Regions from separate parts of the Sus scrofa genome. Here regions 1 and 3 are each linked to region 2. A link is a contact called in public HiChIP or PLAC-seq data. All regions are on one chromosome and are shown on one strand. The core of a region is the stretch at or near the end of the contact, and the rest is flanking DNA. Distances in the headings are between cores, read along the strand shown.

Region 1 (4,658 bases), core at 1,230-3,729, 450 kb before region 2:
ACTGTTTTATGTATATCATTTCATTTAATCTTCCTAACTCCTAAAGGTATATTTTAAATCCTCATTTTACACATGAGGAGAATGAGGCACAGAAGGGTTGAGTAACTCTTCCGGGGTCACACAGTTAGTAAATGTTATAGATAGGATTTGAAATCATGGCTTTCCATTCCAAAGCTTTTGCATTTTCTCTTTGCTTCTCACTCATGTACACTTTTATTGCTGGCTATTGTATTCTCTTCACGTGCGTTTATTATTTTCAATGAAGATCAACTGTAAAATGTAGAACTAAATGTGATTTAATGCTTAAACCTTATAATAATTCATAACAACTTTATGTAAATAAATTCAGTCCGAAGAAAAAAAAACCCTTAGTTAGATCATGTGTCTGATCTGGGATTCATAAATTACAGCTGTCATGTTTATCACGAGTCAAAAGTACAGCATATGCCCACTGAGGTCTGTATATTCTCTAAGTTTGGCTTTTGGACACAATCAAATGTCATGGTTTACACTCCTGATGTGGCCTGTGAGTTCCAAATTGTCACATTTCTGATTTAAAACCTAGCAGAGAGCCTTGCACATAGTAGGCTTTCAATAAATGAATTGAATTGAGTCCTAAGCATCCTTTTGACTGGTTTCCAGGCCCAAGGCCCTTGATTAAGCTTGAAACTGTAATCAACCCAATCACCAGGATTTGAAACCATGGCTTTCTCCCCTCTGAAGTCAGGAAAAGCTCCTTCTTTTTTTCTTGCTCCCCCCCCCCTTTGTTTCTTTTTCTTGGAGTCCCCAGGCCATGGATCAGATCCAAGCCACAGCTATGACGACGCCACAGCAGCAGCAACATGGGATCTTTAACCCACTGTGCAGGGCTGGGGATCAAACCTGTGTACCAGCTCTCCAGAGACACCACAGATCCCACTGCACCACAGCAAGACCTCCAAAAAAGCTGCTTCTTTGACATCCTCTTCCACCTTCCCAGCCCTGGACAGTTTTCAAGGTGTTCTTTCTCCTGGGTCTTAAAGCTTGATTCCTAGACCCTCTGCTCTTATGTTCCTGGGCGCTGACAAAAGATGCTCCCTATTCCTCAGAAGTGCTCCGTGCCTCCTGCCCCTTAGCCTCGGTTCACAGTATTTCCTTATTCTGAGACACCCCCGGCCCCCCTGTCCTGGCTTCTGCCCGATTCTTGTCTCAGATTCCTGACCCTTGCCTGAAGCAGGTACAGATGTAATTCCAGCCCTAGTGTCCAGTCCCTGCTCTCCAGGCCAGCTGGGGGCCCTTACTTCAGTCAGCCTCCTGGGGTCTCCGACCTTGAATCGGTGGCTGGCCAGTGCGACCCCGGCAAGGAGGCAGAGAGCCCTGAGAGGGTGCCACCAGGCCCCGCCTGAGTCAGCCGGAGGCCTGCTTTCCTGCATGTGCCTGCAAATATCCAACTTATTTACTCATCCTGCCTTTTGTTTGAGTTCTTCGAACACAGCAGGCTCCCCCAAACGATTTCAGAGAGCACCGAAAGAACCCTGCCCGCCTCAGTCCATGAGCGAAATGGCACGTCAGGCCTGTAAATAGGATTCTGACCTTTTCTAAGGCTCGGCTGCCTGTAGAGACACGCAGCCCCACAGCCCGCCCCCACAAAGACTCAGGGCCCGGGCGGGAGGCAGGAAGATGAGTGTTGACATGGTCTGTGCACCTGCAGACATAGGAATCTATTTGAAAGGGAAGACCAGACGCTTGGTGAGAATCTCGTGGACTCCGTCGAGGAGCGCGCTGATGTGATGCATGGTAACGAGGGTCCCACTGGCTCCTGAGAAAATGCAGTCAGCTGGCCTGAACCACGGCGGCCCTCGGCATATATTGTAAACCATTTGCACACTCTTTCTTTTATTGTCTCTGGAAAACTGAGCATGCCTTACAGACGCTTCTGGAATATAAAAAAAGCCAAGCGCGGCAGTGTCTGCCTGAGGTACATGTTCACTCGTGCTTGATGAAAGCTCAGTCTGAGACCCCCTTCTTGCTACACTCGCACCTTCGGCTGGAAAGGAAAGCGCCCGGTGGCTGGAACCCTAACTCTCCCTGCTAATGAGCCGGCCCAGCCCAGCAGAGGGGCTCCTTGCAGAATAACATGCCATCACGTGCCTGGATGCTTGTTGCTTTGTAATTACCTAACCCTGACCATCGCCGGCTCCCCTCCTCCCCAATTCTTCAGCCCCCTGCGGGGCGCACATCACAGTTCCTGCTTCCAGCCGTGCTACTGAAAATTATTATAGCATCTACACAGGGGTGGACTTCAGCCCTGTGCAAATATTTCTACAAGTAAAAACAGGGGAACCTGTTGGTTTTGTTTCCAATGTACTGGCTTTTTTTTTTTTTTTTTTTTTTTTCCCCCAAGAGAGTTGAAGTCCATTTGTTAATGCTGCCTCACTCTATGCACTGGACATGCTGAGGGGCCGTGTGGCATCTTCCCTGAAGCGGCTCTTCCGCACAGTCAAGGGCGACCCGAATTGGATTCGTTTATTTAGCAAGGGGCGGGGGGTGGGTGAGCACTGCTCAGCCCTCAATGGCTCTGAGACAGCCCCTTCCATTTTAAGTTGCTGGTCTTAAGAAAGTTCAGATCCCTTTGAATAATCTGAGATGTGTGAAATAAGGTTAGTCACAGGATTTCCTGCCACCAGCGCTCGCAAACAAACTTTCCTCACTTCCTCTTTTTTCAAAGTCCAGTTGCTTTTGTTTCAGTGCTTACAGCCTCCACTCTGGTACCGATGGTGAAAAAGGGCGGACGGAATCTCAAGTTCTCTGTGTGCCCTTCCCTGTCTCTCGGTCTGTCTGTCTCTCACACGCACACACATGAGAGGCGTTACATTGAAACCACAGACATTCCATCCATCACCAAACTCAGATTCGGACAACTTAGCTTCTTCTAGTTCTTGGTTTTGGCTCCTCTCTCTTCCTTATTTGTTATCTGTCTTCCAGGCCACTGAATTTCCCATCCTCCTATTCTAGCCTTTCTTTTGCTATGATCCTCTTCCTTCCGCCTCAGAGGCTTAGATTTTCAACCCCCCCAGAGCCCCAGACCCTGAACTACTCCTAGCTGCATGCGAATATTCTCTCCCCCATCACGCACCCTCATCCCACCTAACCTCTTCATTAGACGAATTTTCCTAGCCCAGCCTCACAGAAGGCCCAAAGCACAGCTAACCTGTGAGCTTCCTGAAGGGAGGGCTTTAGTCTTATGCATATCTGTACCCCTGAGCACTGGGTCAGGCCCTCCATGTTTGTCGAAAGAATGGAGACAAAACTAAGCAATCAGATGAAGGGTTATCCCTCCCAGGTAACAATATTTTAGTTCAATTAAAATGTCTGTTTCCTCGAGGCCATGAAAGATAGAATCTAATGGGAATTTTAGACCCTCAGGCATGGTTTCTCCACTTTGACATATCTCAGGTTCTTCAGATGCCATGTGCGATGGGGCTGGAGATTTCTTGACTCAGAGTTGTAAGTCCCCCATTTTCAGCTGGCTGTCCAGGTTTTCCGGCAGCATTCCTCTCCTTCCACCTTGCGCACTGAGGACCAGCACAAGTGACTTATAACTCAAGCTCCATACTATATATACGCCAGTAAGGTATCTCCAGGTCCAGTTCACATGGCTCACTTGGCATAAGTATAAGCCATGGGTGGATGCTATTCAAGATCCATCTCCTGGCATTCGTTTTTAACCCAAAAGCCTTTTCTTCCAGTGACGGGATTCGGGTGGATTCACTTTACTTCCACCATCTAGTCCAGGGTGGGGCAGTGACCTTTGGTTCTCATTCTGGTTTCTGGAGGCAAAAGGTTCTGTGTTGTTTGAATCTTACATGGAGCTCATTTGCTTCTGGTAGAACCCATTTCTAGGTATGCGGTCTACACCTGCATCACCGACACAACTGGCACACTCTGACTACTCAGCTCTATGAATTTGGCTTCTCTTTACCTCCTGTTCCAGCCCACAACACAGGCCTTGCTCTCTCCATGAACTGTCCTATGTACTTTTCTGCCTTAGGAGGCTCTGCCTGGCATTAACCACCACCATGCATCTAGGATCCTTGGCTTTGAATCATCCTTTTCTTAATTCTTCAGCCAATCTCTGTCCCCTCGCCTGCATTTTCTTGTCATAGCTTTACTGCTGTTAGTTTTCTTTAAGTGCCTCAATTAATAGCTTTATAACATACCAACTAAGGGTCAACTTCGTCTCTTCCTCCCATCCCTGATCTAGTTAAGGGGTCCCTCTATACCACCTAACGGAACGGCTTAAGAGCAAGGACCATGGTTTATGCTTCCACATGTCCCGCACGGCAACAAGCACAGAGCTTTCGATATAGCCAATACTCGCTAAAGGTTTGCTGATGTAATTCTCTTGAATGACATCTCTCATTTAGAGCTCCCCAACGCACATCTGCATTTTAAAGACAGTGCTGATTCACTTCAACTTTCCGGGGAATATACTCGAGGCCCCACATTTGCCAGTGCAAACAACTATCTCCAAATCTGTGTCGTGGTGGTTGGGGGCTGTTCGAAATCACTTTTGAGGGAAGAAGGCATGTAGCTTTTCAGTTGGCTAACTGATAGTGGCGGGCAACATTTCTACAGCTTGTGCCATAGGAGTACAGAGGGTGCAGCCAGAAACCAAA
Region 2 (4,123 bases), core at 740-3,239:
TCTGAGCCAGCTTGAAATATATGTGGGGATAACCCATAAAGAAAGGGTTTGGTAAACAAAATTTTAATGTCAAGAAGATGGAAGGGGTATTTAACCTGTGAGTACACGATGCTTCTAAGGTTCTCGGATCATTATTTAAATGCAGCTGTGTTGCTAATTACAAAGGCATGTTCATATTCAGGTCAATAGGCCTTCTACTCAGAAGAACCCTGTTTGTTCTTAATCCAAAACATTTTGCACATCAGAATACTGTCTTTAATCTGAGATTGCAAAATTGTAGTGTAGCTTAACATTGAAAGGCAAAAATGTTCAAAACCACAAAATCGTGGGGTGTTTAAAAAAAAATTTTTTTTTGTTCATCCAAGTCACTTTTTGTTTATAAGCGTGCTCGAAGCATCCTCTAATAACAACAGTACTTGGTACACAGTTCATTTGCAGAGTGGTTTAAAACTTCAGAAAATTCTTTTAGTTTGTGAACTGGTAATGACCAGCAATCTTTGGATTACTGAATATTTAAAAAGCATATAATGACATTTTCCAGACCTCGAAATGAAACTTAATATTTGGTTTGTTCTATATGTGACAGATTACTCAATCCCATGAAGAAATCCAGGTGTCTGGCCGATAATGATTGCCTGTATTTTAGAGGTCCGGTACACCCCTGCCATCCCCCACCACATTTGGAAGATATGAACGAAATTAAAATTTCAAGGTAAAGGACCAAGCCAAGTTCTGAAGTGGGGGTGTCACACAACCGCCCTTATGTGGAGGCATCCATTAAAGAACGTAGAACAGATGTTTACCCTTCATAAAGATTTAACATTCTGGCAAATTGAAGCCTTAAGAAGCTGAGAGAGTGAAGGACAGGCCAGGAAGTCAGGAATTCCTGGATGTGAACCTAATCTCGGTCCGATTCTGTTTTTGCTCTAAATCAATGCCAAATTCTCCTTCACACCTCAGCTGCTTTATAGCAGGCAAGAATTATACTGGGGACAGAACTGTTTCCTGGGAATGTCTTAGGTTAAATGGTTAACATTACAGCCCTCAAAGGTACTTCCACAAGAGGCCAAGCATTCTTCGCCTGTATTATTTACCTTCTTTATATTGGGGGAGCGAAACCGAATTTTGGTGTCTTGCTAAACTGACCTTGAAAAGAAGGGATCATCCTTTCCGTCCCTAAATTCTTGCCCACTTTAGCCATGATCGGTTATTCAACAAATTAGGAAGTTAAATCATGGGGTCTTCCAGGTTTTTAAGGGAGCTGTCACACCTGTGGGTTGACCATTTTCAGGCTGCTAACACTTGGCAAGTTCAGGGCTCTCATCTTTATTTGTCCCCTCCACGGGGTCGTCAGCCTCAAAGAAATAAAATGCCCTCCTCACTCACATCTTGATTTGGTACCCTGTGGGAAAGTCAGTCGGTCCCTGTCATGAAAAGAATCTCCGTTTTCCATTCCACAAGGCACCCCATCCATATCTGGCTGTGCCCGCGCGGCTTTGGGCTCTTCAAAAGGCGGCCTGTGTTTTCACTTTCTCCTCGCCACTTCATGATAAAAGCGCCCTGGTCCCTCCGTGGCATTTAATGAATGGTTCCTCTCCCCCTGGATTTGGACTGCTGGCCTTTCCGACCAGTCATTAACTGGCAGGAAATGCCCTTCTCGGCAATCACTACTGTGTAAACAGAGCTATAAACTTCCGAGGGCCGTGCAATCCCAGACCCTAAAGCTGCACGTGTAGGGGGGGATCTTGATTGTAAAACACTGCCTTCCAAATTAAACTCAAACCACATGATACAGTCCATAAAATATACAAAACATGCAGGCCAGTGACAGATTTATTGTGGCCCTACAGAATAAAGCAAAAAAAAAAAAAAAAAAAAAAACACACACACCAAAAAAAAAAAACCTCTCTATATGGAAAACACTGCTACTTTTGACCCAAAGAGCCCCCAAACAGGAAGTTAAAAGCAAATCAGCCAGCTGTGGCCTGAGTTATGAAGGAGACCAGTGCAAACGGCATTTCCTGTCATTGCTTGTCGCCATTTCGGAACGCCTCCATCTGAACTGTTTTCTTAGATGGCTAAAAACATGATGGAAATTTCTTTGGGGATAGATGGAGAGGCCATGAGGAGGGCTATTATTACATGATCTGGGCTTGAAAGTGAAAAATGTAACTTTTACCCGAAAAATCTCCTTAGCACAGGTCACACAACCAGTCGCTTGAATGTCTGCATTTTTAACGAATACAGGATTAACAGACCACATTAGGAAAAGTAAAAGTGTTCAGAATCAGACATTAGACAGCCTAGATGGTGCCTGTTAATTTTGGCGCAATTTTCAGAACAGGGACTTGCATGCACCTGATTAGTAAGAGACAGAACTGCAGACTCCAACACCCCAGAGAAGAGGAACTAGCTTCTTCAAGTTGGTTTCTCTCTCCCTCTGTCTCTCACCAGCCCACAGCATGACTTGTGCAACTTCAAAGCACGTGCACGGCCGCGAGCTCTCTGAGGGAATCGCATTTTAGATCCTTTATTAGTATCGCCACTCTTCAGAACATATGGAGGTATTCTTGTCTTTGTGCAGCACTGTGAAATGCCAAGCCCTGTGCCACATCTCTCCAGCCTGTCACCCTCTCAATCACAAGACAGCCGGGGGGGGGGGGGGGGAAGGCAGGGAGTTTCATCTGAAAGCACAAGCGTTTTGCCTTCACACTATTGCTCCACTGAACTCTCAGTGTGTCCATTCTGTATGGGGCGGGGGCTATCTGCCCAGCAAAAGCAGGTTTCTCTTGCTCTGGGAAAGAGGATTCATAAATGCTAGCCAGGGGAGCTAGTTGGCCAAAGTTCCGCCAACCCCCCCGCCAAAATGCCTTTCTCAAAAAAGGCCTTCCCTTGGGGGGCCTGTCGATCTGATTCCAGCCCAGACCCTGGCTTCAGAAAGCGGGCAGAGCGCTTACTGACACGTCTGCCGAGGGCAGGGCTGCTACAGGCATTCGTGAAACAGATCGGACTGCCTGGCACCCCCAAGACCAACCTCCACTTCCGGGTTTCTGCAGTTGGAAGCCCTTAGATATAAAACGTGACCCTCTAATGTGTGCTCTTTCTCACTTCATACTTTGGGGTGAGCTGATAAGGTTTTCCTTCATGCTACCCCACTACGTAGAAAATACGCTGCCCTCAATCACTTGGGGCTTTAAACTTTTCTCGGTCTCCCTTGGGAAAAGAATACACTCTTCTTTGGGATCCTCATGGATCACAGCCTGCAAGAATTTGGGGAAACATCCATGAGCTTTTTTCAACAAAACAGCACCCACAACCGGGCCACTTACTGAATGGCTGCTTTTCAGAGGACAAACGCACAGTCCAGTTGGGTGCTGAAGTGAAATGTGATCTCCGCCACGGTGCCATGCGTCTCATTGAAGGTGTTTCCATACATTTTAAACGGAACTCAGAAAAACCACGAGATAGTACCCACACCCCATCATAATAAAGTGGCCAACTTAACATTATGGGACAATCGCATCTTCTCAGTTTGTAAAGCACCAAACCAAGGAATTATACTATGGGCTATATGCCCAAGCTAATATTATACACGGGGCTTTTGTTCTGCTTTGTTTTGCTTTCCCGCGTGAAGGTTGAGGACTAAAAACAAAAGGTGAAATGCAAGCTCTCCGGTTCGTTCACTCTCCCATTTTTTTTGGCTAACAGGCAACCTCCCCCCCCCGCCGCCCCCGCCAAAAAACACCCCCTCATTTGGTTTCGTCATGCTGCCACCTAAGGGGAGACTGCACAAGCTGTACCTAAAGGCTGATGGTCCTCTGGGCACAAAAGATGATTGTGGCGGATCTGAAATGGCAGCTCTTGTCTCTTCTACTGTGTGGACTTTGCTTTCTGGATGCAGTAAAAAGAGGCACTATTCATACCTGTATCTTGGTAAATAAAAACCCATGCAAATTCACCCTCTAAATGGGCAATCAGTGTTTGGCTGAAAATGAGACAGCTCTCAATGTCCTTTCGGGGTTTTGTCTGTGACTTCATCACTTTCTAAACTATACATGACACGAGGCATCTGAGTCACGGTATTTCTGCATTTGTTCCTTTTTTTATCTGGTGAGACGGTTTT
Region 3 (4,370 bases), core at 146-2,645, 260 kb before region 2:
CACCCTCCCCCCACCCCCCCACCCCCAGCACACACCCGGAAGGGTTTCCCTGACACACTGGTGGAGGTGCCCCAGTTCCCTGAGACGGGACGGGATCACTTCCGGTGGGGAAAGTCCCACCTCTCCCGGGGCGAGCCGGGTGGCGCTGGGGCCGCGCCCTGCTGAGCGAGTCGGCCCAGGACGGTTTCGGGTCGGGGCTACGGCCTTGGCAAAGGGCCTGTCCGAGAACCTCCGGCGCCCTTCCTTTCTCTGCCTGCCCGCAACTGCTGTTCCTGCTGCTGCTGCTGCTGCTGCTGCTGCCGCTGCTGCTGCGGACAGTCCCACCCCCGAGCCCGCGGAAGCCCCTAGGAGTCTCAGCAGCCCCCGGCCCGGCCTGAGGACTTGATCCGCTGGTTGGCGGAGCTAAAGATCCGCACAACGCCTATCATCCCTGGACCAGAAGTCGCAGGGAAAATAAAACGGCCGAGAAAGTTGATGCTCTTTGCTGGTATTTTCATGCACTTGCTATTTTTCTAAGAAACGCGTGCACATTAGCCTTCGACTTCACGAATAGCTCGGATTTCATATGTGGTGTGTTTTATTTAGCTGTGCCTGACAGTTAACGCACACACACTCGGTACTTTTATCATCCGGTAAATCTGCCTTGACTCCACCAGCAAATGCCGAAGCCACTCCTTTCTTTCTTATCGCCAGGCTCGAAAACCAAAGGGATTAGGAGTAGCCTTTATGGGACTCTAACTCAGCTTTGTCCCTTTTGGAGTCCCCAGGCTTCGCAGCGGGGAAGAGTTGATTGGAAACTGTTTAGGCCTGCACGCTAACTTCTTTGAATCTTTTCATTATCTGCAGGCACAGCAATTTGCATGGCTGGCTCTTCCAAGTTAAAGTTTGTTTTAAGTCTTTGAAATTCAAAAGCAGAGGACTTAGTGCTAACCACTAAGTTTCTATTTTTAGATAAAATTGTTACTTTTTACATATCTTACCCTCTGCTAACTTTCTATTTGTAAACTTTGTGTCCGATCCACAGAGCCCCAGGGTCAGAAGCCTAGGTTATATTTTAGGAATGTCACTCCTTTTCTGATTCTAGCATGCACCCCGACGCCTGAAAGTCAGTGACCAGTCGAGTTAAAGCGACCCCAAATCCCTTACGTGGAAGCCTTAATGGCCTGACTGTATCAAAAGGGATTTGTTACCAAACCCAAATTGTGTAACATTAGAAAACAGGCAAATTACAGTCGTGTGAAATCCCACTGTCTCTCCCTGGGTGCTCCCCAATGTCACTTACAGTATCCAAGGGACAGTTACGTTCACTTTCTCCTCAGCCTAGGGCTGGTGCAATCTGTCCAGCGAAGTTCCCAGCTCTGGCTCCAGCTGGCCCGCGTCCCGCCTGATATCTGAGGCACTGCCCTCTGCTGGAAGAGGTTTGGTCTATGAATTATGAGTCTTCCCCATAGGTCACTGCTCCTTCCACACGTGCTGTTGCCGGATTTGGAGCTCTGCTGCCCATCTCCCTGTCTAGCTGTCTCCAGACTGTCTGGGGGGGGGGGGGATGGGGGGGGGGAAATCCATAGCCCTGTACCAGCCCTGCTTGGAACTGAGTCTGGAAATTCCTCCTCTGATCCAGCAATTAGTGTTGGGCAATTGTGGCAAGTCTGTGCTCTGTCACTAAACTGTCAAAACAGGCTGCTCTTCTTTTTGAGGTGGTCCCACTTGTTGGCAACTCTAATATCTCTGAATGTGTTGGCCAAACTATTTTGGAGAGAATTCTTTGTTTCTCCACACAGTGAAACATACTCCTTACCGAAGTACAGAGTCCTACTGGGACACTCTTATTGGCTACAGAATTGGCAAATGTCACACTCATTCTGATGACCCTTCTAAACTTTCTTAGAAAGTGTATTCATTACAGCAGCATTTTAGGAAAGCACACACTTGGAAGTAACTTAAGTCTCCTTCAACAGATGATTTAAAAAAGTAATGTGTGTACACACACACACGGAAACACTTGCAAGTAACCTAAATGTCCTTTGATAGACGATGTAAAAAATAATGTACACACACACACTTGGAAACACTCGAAAGTCACCTAAACATCCTTCACTAGATGATTTAAAAAATCATGCACGCGCACACACACACACTCACAAAATAGGAGACCATGCAGCTATTTAAAAGAGAAAAAGTAGATTTGTAAGTGCTGTTATGAAAAGACGGTCAAGGTATATTGTGAGGATGAAAAAAGTTAGATGCTGAGCAAAGAGATAGTTGCTCCCATTTATGTAAAATATGTGAGTGTGTGCAATATGTAATTACATAGCCATTAAAATCTGAAACAAAGGCATTAATTATTGGTGAGGGGTATTCTGAAAGGACTTTGATTTCTCCATATCATTTTAATTTCTAAGCCATGATCAGGTATTACTGGGGAAAAGAGGAATAAATATAATTTTATAATATTTTTAGAGAAGAAATATAAAATGTTGCTCATCGTTTCCTCCACCCCCCCCCAATATCCTGACTGTCTGGGGTCAGTGGGCAGGTCTGCCCAATTTAAACTCCCTCCTCCTGCCCATCCTGTCCTCCCAAACATCTCTATACTTAGAAAAGTATTTTCACATACATTATCTCATTAGACTCCAGTTGTTCACCCGTTTACTTTTATTAGGCAATGAGAGTATAAACACCAATTAGAAGAGGACAGCCCAGCAGTTGAGAGCCATGGGCCCCGAAGCAAGGCAGACAGGCCTTTCAAGGGCAACTCCTCCACCTCCTAGCTGTGGGACCTCGAGCAAGTGATTTCACTCCTCTGAACCTCAAACTCCTCACCTGGAAAATGGAGCTAATCATTTACCGTGGGAATGTAATGAATTATTACATGTAAAATGCTTAGCACAGTCCCTTGCTCATTATGAACCATCGAGAAATGCTAGCTATTTGGTTTTTATTTTAAAGATTTAACAAAGGTTTTTTTTTTTTTAAGAACAGCAAACACGGAGGAAAAAAAAAACAGAGCTTTAAAAGCCCAAGTATCTCCAAACAGCACAAAAATAACTCAGTTATTCTTTCCAAAGGTGTTTATTGTTAAAGTCTTCTTGTGTTTCCTTTCCCAGAAAAAAATACTTATATGCTGGCATATGAAGCCATCTTCTATATGTATTTTAAAAATTAATACAAAATTGATCTTACTATACACAGCATTCTGCACCTTGCTTTTTTCCGCTTATGAAATTTTTTTACATTTATGTTAAAATCCTTCTCATAAATATTGCTGAATTGTCCTTTGAAAAGATCACACCAATTCACATTCCCTACCAAGGCAGTATAGCCAACACAGACAAGTGTTGTTTCCTTACAACCTCACCCCAGGCATTACTAATTGTTGCCTCATTTTACTGCTATCATCATTTGCTTTAGGGTATTTTCAGGACTGACAAATGCAGGCTGGTATTGTACAAGGAATCTGCACGTCAGTCAGACAGTCCTAACGTTGCCCCTTGCCAGCTAGATCTCCAAAGTTGGGCATAATAGCAGTATCCAACTCATAGGGCTCCTTTGAAGTACCAATGTGCCAATCCATTCAAAGCACTTAGCCTTCCAAGCACTAACTGCTAAATACATGTAAACTGTGCGAATAATAACTTTCCACTCCCAAGGCTCCAGGTTGGGGGAGGGGTCACTTCTCCGGAGAGTGTGCCCTTGAGATTCAGAACGTTTGCTTTAATGCCATTCTCAACCTCCACTCCCAAAGTAATTATTGCTCGGATGATCATTTTCAAGAATGCAGCTGAGTTTTAAACCATAGCGTGAAGAAATCTTAGGGTAGAAACTATGCAGAATATGTAAGTTACAGGTACATCGTCTCATTTTATGCAATTAGTTGGGCACAAGTTTCAAGTGCACAACAGTTTGCTTCAGGCGCTAGTTGTTTGCTTCTCTTATTCCTCCCCTCCAGTCGATACCTCCTTGTGATCCCTGGAGCCACTAAACTGTTCTGGATAATTTCCCCTCACTTCCACCTTCCAAACGAGCCCTCTCACCTTCCAGGTCCTGGGCAAAAATACCAAAGCAAAACAAGCCAGGTTCGATCTAGGTCCCAGACGCTTGCTTTCTTTTTTGCTTGAAGTTGCCTTGGAGTTAGCAGAAAGCTGAGTCTGCAGTGTCCACGGTCTTTGACGATAGATAGCAGTCTTCAGAAGAGCATCACCTCATCTCATTTCAGTGCTTTAAGGAGGCCCCTTGATATCAGATTGTCCTGGGGTCTTTCCAGCCTCTGCGATTCCAATCCTCTTTTTCAAATCCTGCCTCCAGCTACTTCAGCAGTCAGTACTGTGTGTCCAGTTCCCTCTGGGTACACAGAACCAATTTTCTACCTT

What was found. HiChIP or PLAC-seq counts read pairs in DNA pulled down with a chosen protein or histone mark.
Region 1: an H3K27ac HiChIP or PLAC-seq map of alveolar macrophages shows a contact between it and region 2. The contact joins two enhancer-like sites. A contact is called at or near these places in 1 of 5 promoter capture datasets (fetal liver) and 1 of 2 datasets of contacts at active chromatin or transcription factors (alveolar macrophages).
Region 3: a contact with region 2 is called in an H3K27ac HiChIP or PLAC-seq map of alveolar macrophages. The contact joins the promoter of RAP2C here to the enhancer-like site in region 2. A contact is called at or near these places in 1 of 5 promoter capture datasets (liver), 4 of 47 Hi-C or Micro-C datasets (embryonic fibroblasts, heart right ventricle, liver and 1 more) and 1 of 2 datasets of contacts at active chromatin or transcription factors (alveolar macrophages).

The regions. Positions count from the first base shown.
Region 1 is chrX:108,151,897-108,156,554 of Sscrofa11.1, forward strand. No RefSeq gene overlaps it. Among named protein-coding and RNA genes, the nearest start is that of STK26, 25 kb to the right of the region's middle. Within about 2 kb of position 2,480, at least 10 of the 83 cell types and tissues checked have an H3K27ac peak or open chromatin away from gene starts, as enhancers often do. A contact at or near this core is called in alveolar macrophages and fetal liver, where this site is marked.
Region 2 is chrX:108,602,597-108,606,719 of Sscrofa11.1, forward strand. It overlaps a transcript of MBNL3 not described here. Among named protein-coding and RNA genes, the nearest start is that of MBNL3, 75 kb to the left of the region's middle. Within about 2 kb of position 1,990, at least 25 of the 83 cell types and tissues checked have an H3K27ac peak or open chromatin away from gene starts, as enhancers often do. A contact at or near this core is called in alveolar macrophages, fetal liver and liver, where this site is marked.
Region 3 is chrX:108,347,037-108,351,406 of Sscrofa11.1, forward strand. RAP2C (ras-related protein Rap-2c) reads right to left here and starts at 1,396. Exons shown (of 4, transcript XM_005673920.3): 1 at 1,283-1,396. LOC106507043 (a long non-coding RNA gene) reads left to right here and starts at 1,522. Exons shown (of 3, transcript XR_001302731.2): 1 at 1,522-4,370.